Regions from separate parts of the Rattus norvegicus genome. Here region 1 is linked to region 2. Evidence: chromatin contacts called from public Hi-C data. All regions are on one chromosome and are shown on one strand. The core of a region is the stretch at or near the end of the contact, and the rest is flanking DNA. Distances in the headings are between cores, read along the strand shown.

Evidence for each region. A called contact is a pair of places that touch in the nucleus more often than the background predicts.
Region 1: a Hi-C map of frontal cortex shows a contact between it and region 2, with 2.0 times the contacts expected there. The contact joins two enhancer-like sites. A contact is called at or near these places in 3 of 12 Hi-C or Micro-C datasets (Schwann cells, frontal cortex and prefrontal cortex).

Annotation. Positions count from the first base shown.
Region 1 is chr15:88,928,372-88,931,376 of GRCr8, reverse strand. No RefSeq gene overlaps it. Among named protein-coding and RNA genes, the nearest start is that of Spry2, 180 kb to the left of the region's middle. Within about 2 kb of position 1,611, at least 11 of the 93 cell types and tissues checked have an H3K27ac peak or open chromatin away from gene starts, as enhancers often do.
Region 2 is chr15:88,742,075-88,745,046 of GRCr8, reverse strand. No RefSeq gene overlaps it. Among named protein-coding and RNA genes, the nearest start is that of Trnap-agg90, 250 kb to the right of the region's middle. Within about 2 kb of position 1,521, at least 4 of the 93 cell types and tissues checked have an H3K27ac peak or open chromatin away from gene starts, as enhancers often do.

The DNA of each region.
Region 1 (3,005 bases), core at 362-2,861, 190 kb before region 2:
GAGCTGGGACGATGATAATTCAGTGTCATTTAGACACACAAAATTTCATGTGCTTGTGGTGTATGATTGGCACACTTAAATCAAAACATTTCTTACTGTGTCAAAGGATTGTTTTGGAATATTATAAGAAAAAAATCAGTCAAGTATCTATGAACTCTGAACATCTACTATTACCCCCTGTTCTTTCAAATTCACAAAACATTCTACTTATGCATTTAGTTTGATCATTTTATTCCTTCTCCTGTTGCTATTTATAGCATCCTAGTTCCTAAACATTTTGAGAGAATGATATTTACTCCAACAGCTTTTAATGCCCATAATACTTACTCTAGAGATTAGTAAGTGCAGAGGACAACTTGATCTTCCTATGTTTTCCAGAATTATCACCAACAAACTCACACTAGCAGGGTACAGATCTTGGAAACCAAATTCTGTGCATGTGGAAGTCCAAAAGAATGACATACAGTCTTGCCCCTGGAGGGAGAGCATGTGACTTCAAAGCCACCAAAAGAGCTTTTGCTTTATCTGGGATCAAGGATCCTGTGTGGATAAAAGGCAAAGGAAGTCATTCACCTTGAACAAAAATATTTTCCTAAAATAGAGTCGTGCTATCTAAAGCTTCTTTAATTCCTTGGGTTTTGCCCTATGAAATCATTTTCCTTGAAGTTAAATCATTTCAAATCCCATAATAACAATTTGGGGGAGAGTTAGATTGCCATAGAAAACATAAGAGTATGGTAGAGTTCTAAGTCTAGCATTAAGGAGATTTGACCTGGTTAGGAAATCCATTCATGAAAGCACCGTGGTTAGAGTTGGTGGGGAGCCATCCTGCTGAAGAAGCTAAGAGCAGGCAGGGAGAGTGGCTTTCCACAGCTCTGTGCTGTTGTAGATGTGGGACCCCAGTTATCATACTCAGTTTACTTTAGCTGAAACAAGCTTTTCACGTGTGCAAACATCATGTTTCTGTTTGTATGTTTGTCTTTAGAAAGGAAAGCAGAAGTTGTGGGAGAAAGTATTAAAATGTTCTACACACCCAGTGGGAGTGAGAATCCTGTAATATAATAGAATGGGCCTCAGCTGCTGATTTATGAAATTGCTACAGGCTTTCTTACTGCACTGACCTTGTCTCATTCTTTGCTTCAGATTCCACAGCTCTAATAAGGAATTGTGGTTTCTGTGAGTGAGGGAAAAAAAAAGATTAAAAATGTAAATATATCTACAAATGTAAAACTTCAGAATTTCAAAATGCGCTAAGATATTTTGTCACCCTATAGGTTTGATTTGATTTATTTTAAAAGCTTCACCGTTCTCTTGATAGTAGCTGACAGATCCATTCCTATTCCCATATGCTTTCTGCTATTTTAAAAGAAACAGTACACAATTGCCTCCGAGAAGCACCATGTGTTTCCCAAGTGTGGATCCAAAAACTATCCATCTGGTCATGCTGGCATCTCTCTGAATTGTATGTGACTGAAAAAAAAATGTATTCATCATTTTGAGACTCTTTGGCTAGATAAAGATGAGAATAAGATGACTTCCCTCCCTCCAGTTACTGAAAATCAACTATGGTCCTATAGCTTAGAGTTCATTGACCACCCTACCACCTGCATGGTCCCCAGGCACCTGCCAGGACCCCTAGGGAATCCCTGTGCAAGCAAGACTCTGCTTGGCACTAAATTCTGTTTGTACTGGTTTGATTAAAGCTTTGTTTTAAGGTTGCCTCTCTTAAGATGTGTAAGATCCTAAGATGGGGGCAAATGACCCACAATGCAATTCAACTCGGCAAAATGTTGCAGTGTTACAGAGACCAACCCAGGAGCAGCAGGGATGTTCTCCAGTAAGAAGAAGGAGGGTTTCTGTAGTCTCAGTGGGAAGATAGAAACTGAACAAACAATCAAGGTGCAAAGATGATGCTGATAAGGAAAGAAGGTAGCAAGATCTAAAAACTCAATGTGGACAAAACCAAATACAAAGTATTTTAAACGTTGTCAGCTTTGAATAGCATAAGTATTCAAAATAATTTTCTAGATTGTTGCAATTATTGTACAAATTTATTTAGAACTTCAAAAAACACATTTATTTATTTATTTATTTATTTATTTATTATTTATATGTGTGCTGACTTGACTATGCTAGGGCAAGCATGTGTAGGTCAGAGGCAAACTTGTGGGAGTGGGCTTTCTCCTTCTACCATGTTGGATACAGGCCATCAGGCTTGGCAGGAAGTGCCTTTACCCACTGAGCTGTCTTGCATCTTGCTGGCCCCATTGTGTGCATTCTTATGAGAATAATACTTATAAGAGAGTAATCCCTAAATTATGCGCTAGGGGATAATGCTATGAATCTCTCCCTCCCCAACTTCTCTCAGCTATCATTTATTATCTATATACAGTTATCTATCCTTCTATACCTGTTATTTTATTACAACAAAATATTACTTGAATTAATCCTATAAATGAAAGCTTTCCCCTTCAAAATTCTCTTGGAAGTAGATAATTATAATAAACTGATATAGCTTCAAATAGGTGACATCAAACCACTAATCAAACAGCACTAACAACTTCATGGTTAACTGAGAGATTTATTTTTCCAGAGAATGTTAAGGACTGAATAGTTTTCCATATGTTGGCCATGTTAAAGAGACAAAGTCCAAGACCAAGGTGACTCAGACTAAGTGGTTGGTGAGCACTCTCTTGATGTTTACAGATTGTCATCTTCTCATTGTACCCTCACATGTTAGAAAGCGGAAATTCTCCATGTTAGGACTATACTCTCATATGTTTTTGTAAGGCTAATAATCATATTCATAGAGTCCCACCCTTTCAACCTAACGACCACTTGAAGGTCCAGCCTCCTAACCTATCGCATTGGAGGGGAGGGCGCTAAATTTTTTTCAATATTTAAATTTTGAAGGGACACAAATAGTCATCCCATACCAGAATGCATAACTGAATCAATGGTTAAAAGGATAAAATCAGTTTAGAATAAGAGACAATCACTACATA
Region 2 (2,972 bases), core at 272-2,771:
ACACCATAGAAAGAATAACATAGTCTGGCCTGACCACCCAGTTCTCCCAGAGTCTAGACCACCAACCAAGGAGTGTACCTGGAGGGATCCATGGCTCTAGATACATATGTAGCAGAGGATGGCCTTGCCTGACAGCAAATGGGGGTGGGGGTGGGGGAGTTGGTCCCGGGGAGGTTTGATGTCCCAGCATAGGGAGATGCTAGAGTGATGGGGCAAGAGAGTGTGTTGTGGGGAGCACCCTCACACAGGCAAAGGGGAGGGTGGAGGGCAGATGTGGGCTGAGGGGTTGATGGAGGGGTAACTGGGAAGTGGCTGGGAAGTGGGATACCATTTGAGATGTAAGCAAATGGAGTGATATAAAAGAAAGGAGGTGAGATTCTCTTCATTATTATCTTTGTTACTAATGTAATTGACAGACTACAGGTTTTCAGGTTGGAGAACTTCTCATAGTTTATCTTTCATTCATTTCCAGAAGACATAGCACTTCTGGCCCATCGTCTGTGAGAAGTGTATGAGAATAACTAATGAGGACATACCCTCAGGCTTCTCTCACTACATCCTCACCGGAGCCACCCTCCATTTAAGGAGTCCCCAGATTCTTTCGAATCCTTATAAATCCTGGGGGAAAGGTAGATCTGACTATAGTTAAGCAAAATATTTTGTTTTAATTTTATGTGAATCTTTTGGCCTATGCTTTTGCATCACATGAAGGCATCACACCCATGGATACCAGAAGAAGGCGTCAGACCCACGCTTGCGAGCTGCCACGTGGATGCTTGGAACTGAATCCAGGTCCTAGGCAAACACAACAAGCCATTTTAATGGTGGAGCCATCTCTCCAGTCTAGCACAGTCTCTCTTAAGTGTTCACTCGTGATATAAAATGTGGCTGAGTGGGTTGCTGTAGCGAAGAGTGACCAGGCCTTCACTAACCATTCCCTCTGAACACAACCTGAAGCCCAGCCTTCCCCATAAGGTGCCAGGGAAGCAATCACTCCTAATCCCAAATGTTGCTTCCTAAGCCAATGTTCTTATCTAGGCCTCAAATAAATGATTACATTGCTAGCTCTGATGTTTGCTATTTTCTGCTTGTGTAGTTGGCTTTCTGTCTTCTACCGTTTATATGTTCTGTTACGGATCAGAAGAGAGCTTGTTGGCTCTTGTGCCTGCTTGCCTCGCAAATGTTTTTCCTGCTCCACTCACCACCCTTGACAAAAATTAGGTGCATTACCTAGAAAGTAGAATAGAACCTACTAAGAAATATGTTATTTAATGAATTATACATTTTATTTAAAAAAAAACACTAAGTCTATCCAATGTATGATATTTCAAGCCATTTTATTCTGTCCCCAGATATTTTAGGCAGAAGAAAGAAGAACTATGGGTTGCTGGTTATCAGGTGGTGACACCACCCTTCTTTGGTTATATAACCCGTCACACCCTAACCCCAGTCCCAGAGATCCTTTAGATTCTGTGTCATGTTATACTGGCATCTACAAAAGCAACCAGGCAAGCTGGTGACCTGGGCAAAGCTAAGATTACCAAAACAGGATCACTCTGTGTTTTGTTTTGTTTCCTTTGTAAGGCTTGTGAGTGTCAGATTTAGCGTCTTTGCTGTTTGGGTTTTTCTGATAACCCTGAGGGTTCATCCCAAATGAACCTGTCCCTCCTTGGCTTTACTCCAAGCAGCCAACAGGGCATTGGTTACAGAAGCAAAATAACGCCAAAAAGAGTCTTCGCTCAGCTTTGACCAGCCTGTGGGGCTTCTGTTAGCTGGTTCTGCCTTTGTGTTCACCTGAGGGTATGGAAACTTTTGGATTAGAAATGTATAAAATGCATATGCACAAGAAGAAGCAAGCTTTCAAGCCCAGTACTGTTTCTACAGGAAACAAGAAAAGGTTATAAGAAAATGTGTTGAGTGGGAAGAAGGAAAAAAGAATGGTGAAATTCGATGTTTTCTTTTTTACTTTAAAGAATATTTTTAAAGTGTGTGTGTGTGTGTGTGTGTGTGTGTGTGTGTGTGTGTGTGTTCTGTTCTTGTGTTTGGCTTGAGTCCTGGGCTCACTCAGCAAGGGCTGATATATCCCAAAATAATAGAGCTTAATTAGCATACTGCAACTGCCTGATAAAATCAGTTGTGTTGGTTTCCAAAGTGAGTAGTGTTGTTTATGGGAAAGCTCTAGATTATAAAATAGACCTGAGAATAACTCCAAGGAGGTCCTGGGGAACCTCAGGAAATAGGGAGCTAAGAAGGCATGAACTGGTCATGAGAGACTCATTCTAGGTCCAATGGTTCCACATAGCAGAAAGCACCTTTCATGGTCTGTACATCACTAAACATGGATCCCTAACACTTCCTGCTCTCTCAGCAGCCTCAAAAATGAGCTCACCTAGTCACAGTCCTCCCCTGCGTTGTTTTACATGTTTCTACAGGGACTGTACCTTTTTGACAGGGTATTTTTTTGACTCTTTTATTTGTTTCTTTGTTTGCTTGATTGCTTAGTGTCGCTAGGTGAGCACACATGGGTTTGCATGTGTGTTTGTCTGCATACATGTATCTGTAGTTCTATGTGTGCTTGGTGTCCATGGAGACTAGAAGACAGGAATTCGTGGATTCGTCGTCTTTGTCTCTCTTTCCTACCGTGCTCTGTAGTGGACAAAATCAAATCGCTGTAAAATAAACTAAAGAAACGTATCTGGAACCCAGCATTAGGCATCCCCTCCCGTCCACCTGCTATGAACTATGCATGAACTATGAACGTTCACGGATGGGGAAGCACATTGCCGCTGTGGCTGAGTATTTTTCTCATGTGAAAAGCTTAACCTTTAGAAATTTGGCCAAAGGTCCTGGCCTTGTAAATTCACACTGGTTGGCCAATTGGTCCTCTCAGCAGTCTTATACAGTAAGGAGTAGGTAATTTTCTGCGAATACTTTGACAGCCACGTGTGTTGGCCATATCAGAACACCCTAGT